Linked DNA regions of Gossypium hirsutum: region 2 is linked to region 1. The links are chromatin contacts, called in public Hi-C maps. All regions are on one chromosome and are shown on one strand. Each heading gives the region's core, a stretch centred on a gene start, on an enhancer-like site or on the middle of the called end of the contact. The rest is flanking DNA. Distances are from core to core; before and after follow the strand shown. Region 1 has its middle 9.3 kb from the start of LOC107893629. Region 2 holds the start of LOC107893631 (40S ribosomal protein S21).

Region 1 (4,000 bases), core at 75-2,574:
AAATTAGCTCACGAAATTTTCACACATACATAAAATCATGTTGTAAACACATAAAATAATATTAAAATAATTTTTCAACCTCGTATTTGTGGTTTCAAAATCACTATTTCGATTTAGCTAAAATCGAGCTGTTACGAAAGCCCGATCTAATCTCACAAATGTGCCAGCTATTTGCCAAGTAAAAGAAGGTCCAACGAAACCCAAATCCTGAAAATTAAAAGTCTAAAAATTTGCCAAAAAAAAAGTTACATCTCTTCCCTGTGGCATAAATGTTTTTTTTTATCATCAGGTAAGAGAATTGCATTAAAGTCACCTATAATTAAGCATAGAAAAGTATAATGAGGTAAAGCAGCTTTCAAATCATCCCAAAGAGCCTTTCATTTTCTCCTGTCCAAACCACCATAGACAAAAGAAATAAAAATAAAATTAGAATGAACATTACCACCTACACAATAGAGAATGAATTGTGGGTGATTTTGGATTATTCTAATATGAATTGAATCATTCTAGCCCACCCAAATTCCTCCTAAAAAATCAATAGCTTCAACACAATGAGAAGAATAAAATCTGAGTTTATTGATAATAAACTTATCATTTTTACCACTTACTCCTAGCTCCAGCAAGCACACAATGTTCAGGGAAAATTCAATATTGTATTCATGAAAAACACAAATAAATTTATTGCTTGCGCAAAAAATAACAATTCCATGAGAAAATTGTTAAATTTAAATCCATATAAAATGATAATATAAAATAAATAAAAACCAAACCCTTTACTATTTAGGAGAGTCCCCCTTTTCCTATTGACTTTCTAATAGCTTTGGGTCACCTAAGCCTAAGCCTTCAACAGCTTGTGAAAAGATGGCCTAAGCCAAGTTGGTCATTGATTCCCCAAGCAGTACCTTAAAATTGCCTACTGATTTGAATCTACTTCCCTTCCCCTGAATTATTCTATTGAGATTTGTTGAGAGACGTGGTCCACCAATCTTCTCCCTTGAGCCTTTACCCACGACCCTTTCCTTCCCTTTACCCAAAGACACATCAAAACCCCTTTCCATCTAGCTGCCAATGAATGAAGCCTAACCCTCCTTAAATATGACTGTCGAGTGTCTATTTGGATCAAGCCCAGCCACTGATTTAGAAACTGTAACATCCACTACTTTTTATGAAAGTATTAGTTATGAAGTGGTTTTCGTGTTATCTTCGTCGTAAACGGAGTGGAAACTAGAAGTAGATCTATCACAACCACCCCCTTCAGCCCATCCATGGTTAACAGAAATCTCTAAGCTTGAGAGTGACTTACCAGTATCCTCCATAACCAGGCCCAACCTAGTCAGCCCATTATTTACCACCAACCCAAGAATCCCCTCGAGCCCTTATCCCGCAATACTATCCTTCAACAAATTGAATTCCACTGGGCCCTTGGAGACTTCCACAATAATGGGTCTAGTATTGTAAGACAGAATCCTGGACAACATAGGCCCAGCAACTGCCACTAGTATTTTTTGTAAAATCTAAAAGGCCCGATAGAGAAGTGAACCTAGTGCATTCATTAGGCCTCTAGAATAAGTTTGGTTATTTGAGAGGCTAGTAGTGCGATGAATAGATGCAACTTCTAGGTTGCCCCAAGTACAATATCCTTATCCTTTTTATGTCAATTTTATTAATCCTTTCCATTAACAACAGAATCAATTTCAACGTTAACTTCCAACTCTGACAATGCCCTAAATAAAAAACCCTCACTTTTTTTTGCCATAGATCCAGCTCCTAATTGTGAAAAATCCTTTTATTTGCGGCAAGATTTATTTTCTACCAACACCCACTGGTTGTAAGTTTTGTTTTTCTCTCCCGTTCTATCAACAACCATGCTAACAACCTCCGGTAGTGTTTCTGACAATGTAGCAGCCCTATCAGAGTTGGATTCTGAGACCCTAAAAGGGACATACGTCCTTAACGTGACCATATTGTCCACAGTGGAAACAGGCTATTAGTAAAAATTCATACTCAGCCTTCTGGATTTTTCCATTGATAAGAACTAGGGACACTAGGGGTCTATCTAAGTTGACGTACACAGCCATACGGGCGAATCAACCTTTGGCCCTATTATCTGTGTTCATATCCAATTTAACAACCTTGTCAATCAACTCCCCTATTTCTACTAGAATTTTCCTCTTGTATAAATAACCCGGTAATCCTAGAGGCCTGATCCACGACTTTATGACATTTGAAAATGTCTGTGCAGGATTAAAGGACACCGTCCATATAGTCAAATATTAACCAAAAATGATTCAGAGTCCTTCCAAGAGCACATTTTCTCAATCAAGTTTGGTCTAGAATTTGGTAAAAAAAAAGTCATTCTCAATATCATCAAATGGAATGGTGATGATGGCTTTCATAAGCTGTAGATTTTATTTTGTAGCATTGAGTAACCAATGTTACGTCCCCAAATTTTCAGGACCATAGTATTTTCCATATCCTTGATAAAGATTTGATGAATCATTTCTGAGAACTCAATTGAAGGAGTACCATTAACAACATATTTCTGTATATCTCCTTCCAACAACTCGAAATCTTTCTTCTCCTCTAATCCACTCCCTACAACATTAGGAGGTTTTCCAACAAGTTTGTCTTTCCATGAGATTGTTGGATTGTTTGGCAAATCATCCAACAATTCTCTACTCTCACTTTCATCTTTTTCCCTAAATCGAACTTTTTTAGGGATAAGCCTATCATAGAGTCATCTCCAGATCGAGAATTTTCATAGAGAGAATCCATTAAACGTAAGTTTAGCCCCTTCATTTTTTTCAAATAGAAAGATGAGCGGTTTCTTAAGTTGCAGTACTTGTTGTTTTGAAGTTACCAACAGCTAATGTTTTTTGACCTATTTGTTTTTTAAATCTTAATCTTGTAACGAAAAATATTCCAAAAGTTAATATTAAAGCCACAACCCCATAATTATAGTTTCGATAGAATTATGATCCATCTACATACAAAATATTAAATTTATTAAGTTCAAATTCAATAAAAATGCATTCCCCTTAACAATAGCAAGTGCAAATAAGAATTTTGAAGTCACTTCTATTGTTTCTTCAAATGCAGGAGAGAGAGAGAGAGAGAGAGAGAGAGAGAGAGAGAGAGAGAGAGAGAGAGAGAGAGAGAGAGAGAGAGAGAGAGAGAGAGAGAGAGAGAGAGAGAGAGAGAGAGAGAGAGAGAATAGATGGAAAAAAAAAGGTTTCTTCTACATAGTTAGTTCTATAGCATCAAAAAACCAATTTCAAGTCCTCCATTCTAAGACTTATTTTAGTTGTGTTGAATTTCTAAATAAAAAATAAAAATGAGTCAAATGGAACAAAAATCTAAAATCATATCCTGGTCATGTTTGAATAGGTTTTTGATATAGATGTTAGACAAGTTTAGGGAAATTGAAGAGTTGAATAATATAGGAAGAAACTATAAAAGAGATTTTGAAACCCATATTGCATAATATCTAGCTTTTACATATTATACATAATTTCCATGCTTATAATGAATGATGCTATATTTGTAAGTTTTGGATGAAAGAACTAGTGGTAAACTACAAACAATAATGGCACCACCTGCTTCCACCGAAATTGTTCCACTTTTAAACAACGAAATTGCCATGAATATGAACCTCAACAAAGAAATAATATCTAGCTGATGAACAAATTAAGGTATCAAACTAGCACATATAATCAAACTCATTCTCAATCTTAAAAAATTAAAGCGTGCCCTTTAAATTTGATGGAAAAAGAAACATATTTGATATTGGATTTGACAAAAACTTGTGGTCATCTTTAAACAGAACATGCTTTTGAAACAAAGTACAAACTAAAAAATCCATAAAAATAGTAAAGGTAAATTACACCAACAGTCACTCAATTTTGGGGGTAGTTGACAAAGCAATCATTCAGATTTCAATTCAGTCACTCAACTTTCGAAAAATAACAAAATAGTTACCACTAACCATTTTTCGTTACAA
Region 2 (3,900 bases), core at 1,146-3,645, 100 kb before region 1:
AAACCAGGGGGTTAATGTGCTGAAAGAAATTCTTGGGGAGTATGAGTCTTGTTCGGGGCAGTGCGTTAATTATGAAAAATCTACGGCTTTTTTCAACACAAATGTGAAGGATCAGGATAAGAGTAGGGTGTTTCGGGTTCTTAATGTTCGTTGTTCGACCGATCTGGAGAGATATCATGGACTTCCCAACATGGTGGGTTGTAAGAAGAAAATGGCTTTTCAAAATTTGAAATATCGTTTGAAGCAGAAAATCAACAACTAGAGTATTAGACACATTTCACACGGAGGTCGAGAGGTTTTTATCAAGGCTATTTTACAGTCTATTCCCACCTATTCGATGGCTTGTTTCCTTTTACCAAAATTGTTTTGTGTGGAACTGGAAAACATAATGGGCTCATTTTGGTGGAGGAATAATCATAGCAAGCAGTGGATGCATTGGTGTGATTGGAAATCCTTATGTGCGCCTAAAGAGGATGGTGGTATGGGATTTCGTCATTTGAGTTCTTTTAATACTGCTTTATTGGCTAAACAAGGTTGGCGTCGTTAAGTAATCCTAATTCTTTACTAACGCGTACTTTGAAAGCCAGATATTTTAAAGATAGTGATTTCTTGAACTCTAGTTTGGGGAGGTCACCTTCTTTTACCTAGCAGAGTATCTGGGCCGCGAGGGGCCTCCTCTTGAAGGGTTTGGATTGGCGGATTGGGAATGGTTAGAAAGTTTCTATTTGGGATGATGTTTGGATACTTGGAGATGATCAACTCAGAATTCAGAATATGAATAATAATTAGAGTCTCATCGAAGTTGCGGATCTTATTGATGCAAGTTCTAAAAAATAGAAGTCTGATCTGATCAGTTTTACCTTTGAGGAACAGATTACAAAAAGGATCCTCTGTATTCCTCTTCCTTTGTTTGAGCATGAAGACTCTCTTGTTTGGCGGGGTGAGTTGTCAGGCGAATACTTGGTCCGAAGTGGTCACTGACTTCTTTTACAAGAAGGTCGGGATCAATTACATACAAATCACAAGCAAATTTACAAAAAATTATGGAAAATGAATCTACCCCCTAAAATTAAAATTACAATCTGGAGATTCCTATGTAACTATCTGCCTCGTTTTAGTAATCTTCATTATCGCAGAATGATTGCTTCCCCCATGTGTAGAAGGTGTCAAACAGGAGCTGAAATGAGGGAGCATATTTTCTGGGAATGTCCTCCTGCAAAAGATACATGAGAGCAGTTACATATGGCATGGGCTAGCTCGGATGACAATTCAGAATTTACAGTTTGGCTGAAAAATACCTTTGAGACTAGATCCATGGCTTTGTGTAAAATGACTGTATGCGCTTTATAGGCGTTATGGACGTCTCGGAACAAATTTATTCATGAGGGGGAAAACCAAACAGGCGTTCAGATTGCAAGTTTTGTGCAAATTTATTTAAAGGAACTTGATGATCTAAAAAGTGCTATACTTGAAAGATGGATCTGTGTGGACAGATGGACTGCTCCGATGGGATCGAGATTGAAAGTGAACTTTGACGCAACTTTCAACAATCACAACAAAGAGTCATGCTCTAGGTTAGTGATTCGTAACAGTACAGTAGAGGTTATCTGTTGTAAAACGAAAATGAACTTGAACATACCGTCTGTTTTTTCCGCAGAAGCAGTAGCGTGTTTTTAGGCACTGAAGCTGGGGTTACAACTTGGGTTGAGGGCGATTGAGGTTGAAGGTAATTCTCGAACGATCATTCGGAAGCTGCAAGAGGAAAAGGAGGACAGATCTAAAATTTCTGTGTATATCAAAGATGCTCAGTATCTCAGCTGTCAATTTAATCATTGTGTTTTTCTTTTCACAAACAGGGAGGCTAACAGAGTTGCCCATTGTTTAGCACAAGAAGGACTCAAGAAAAGAGAATCTACTTACTTAACAAATCTAATATCTCCTGGTGCGGTGGAGGCGATAGCTGAAGACAGGAGGCAGATGGAGGTAGTGGGTGAGGATAGGGGAAGAAGAAATGAAGGGTCTAGAGAAAGTGTTCTGGAATTTTGATTTTGCTGAGTTTCAATGGGTTTTGATCTTTCAATGTGCATCGGGGTAATGAATAGGTTTGATAGGATTGATATGATGGGTAATTAAGTATCTGATGGTTTTTGCTTCCCCAAGCGGTTCTTGCTAATTTTTTCAAAAGGGGTTTTAATTATTGGAGTACAGCTGAAGAAGACGTCTCTAGAGCTCCCCTTTTTTTGCCGTTTGCTGGATCTTGTTGTTGGGCTGTTTTTTCTGTTTTTGTTTTTGATTCTTTTGGTTTTGGCTTTTGTGGGCTTAGTCTTTGTTTGTATGTTTTGGACTAGTCTATTATGACCCATGTCATTTTGGCTTTGCATTTTGTGTTGGCCTTCTGTAATAAAATCCAGCTAATTTTCTTAAAAAAATAATTATCATGTTTTAAATAAATAAACCCAGCCCTAGCAGTTTTCGCGTCTTCAGCCGCTTTCCTTTATTATCTTACAGGTAGTATACCTTTCTGTGTCTCTGGGTTTCATAGTTCTAATTTTATTTTGGTGTTTTAATCTTCATACGTTTGAATTTTTTTCCCTTTTGAAATGTTTAAATATGCTTGGCAATTTTTTTTCCCAGAAATTATAATTTAAATCAGGATTTGGGTTTTCTATAAAATGTTTGTTCATAATTTATTTGCAGGGGATCGAACTTGAAGTTCAAATATAGTTTCAGCTTTGCGTTTCTTCATCAGTTAAGCAGTCTGAAAAGATGCAGAACGAAGAGGGGCAAAACATGGATCTTTATATCCCCAGGAAATGGTTTTTAATTTGCTTCACTCATGTTTCTTTCTCACAATTTTTGTCTATATTGTAATGCTCATTTGTACTTTTGTTGTTGCAGTTCCGCCACTAACAGGCTTATAACCTCCAAGGATCATGCATCCGTTCAGATTAACGTTGGGCACTTGGATGAGCTTGGCAGATACACTGGCACATTCTCCACTTTTGCTCTTTGTGGCTTTGTTCGAGCCCAGGTTCGTTTTGGTTCTTTACTAACCTCTGTTGGATATTTTGGGCTGCTTCAGTCCTATGTTACTGGTGTCTGATAAGTGAATGTTTAATTTAATTTCTTTTTTATTTGGAGGATTCTTGAAGGGTCATTTCACTGCATTCTCAGGTTTGCATTAATTACATGTTTAAAATTCTGATCATGCTTAAAAAGATTAATCTTGCAACTTGCTTTGTTAGTAATGAGCTTCTAGTTACGTTGTCAAGTTAAAGACTCTGAATGTTTGAGATGCATTTGAAGTGTCAATTGCGATCCATTTACTTTGCAAGGGAAAACATTGGGTTTATTAGCATATTTTGGATGCAATGTGTAAAGACCTGGAGTATGCAATGTGGGGTGTGTCCGGCTGCCTGTAGATTGGCACAAGGTCCTAGTATAGACACAGTTACAGGGTTGTTCATTTTGAATGTTTTTAACTTATACCTTCTGCTCTGCTCTGGTAGTACATTTAGAGAAATAAACTTTGGTTTTAAGAACATTCTGAATTGAAATACCACAGCTAAAACTCCATGCTTAAAGACCTGATGCAATATATCGTAGGAAAGCAAGCCTGGTTGCTTGTAGACTGACAGGTTCCTGGTAGACCCAATTACAAAGTTGTTCATTGTATAAAAGTTGGATTCTATTAATAAGAAGTTTTATTTTGTTGCCTCAGTTCTTTTTCAAGATATTGAGTTGCATCTGATTTTGGCTGCTAATTAGTTTGTTCTACTTTGCAGGGCGATGCCGATAGCGCACTCGACAGGCTTTGGCAGAAGAAGAAAGCCAAAGTCCGACAGTAGTCAGAAGACTTGTTGTTACTAGTTTGTTTCTTAACTGAGGAGAGGGAAAATG

What was found. Hi-C and Micro-C count contacts between places; a contact is called where the count stands out from the background.
Region 2: a contact with region 1 is called in a Hi-C map of leaf, with 5 times the contacts expected there. The contact joins the promoter of LOC107893631 here to the enhancer-like site in region 1. A contact is called at or near these places in 4 of 34 Hi-C or Micro-C datasets (all in leaf).

What each region holds. Positions count from the first base shown.
Region 1 is chrA13:76,903,250-76,907,249 of Gossypium_hirsutum_v2.1, reverse strand. No RefSeq gene overlaps it. Among protein-coding and RNA genes, the nearest start is that of LOC107893629, 9.3 kb to the right of the region's middle. Within about 2 kb of position 1,324, at least 9 of the 9 cell types and tissues checked have an H3K27ac peak or open chromatin away from gene starts, as enhancers often do. A contact at or near this core is called in leaf, where this site is marked.
Region 2 is chrA13:77,004,982-77,008,881 of Gossypium_hirsutum_v2.1, reverse strand. It overlaps LOC107893631 (40S ribosomal protein S21), which reads left to right and starts at 2,395. Exons shown (of 4, transcript XM_016818671.2): 1 at 2,395-2,508; 2 at 2,698-2,810; 3 at 2,899-3,031; 4 at 3,786-3,900. The coding sequence starts at 2,767. The coding sequence ends at 3,848.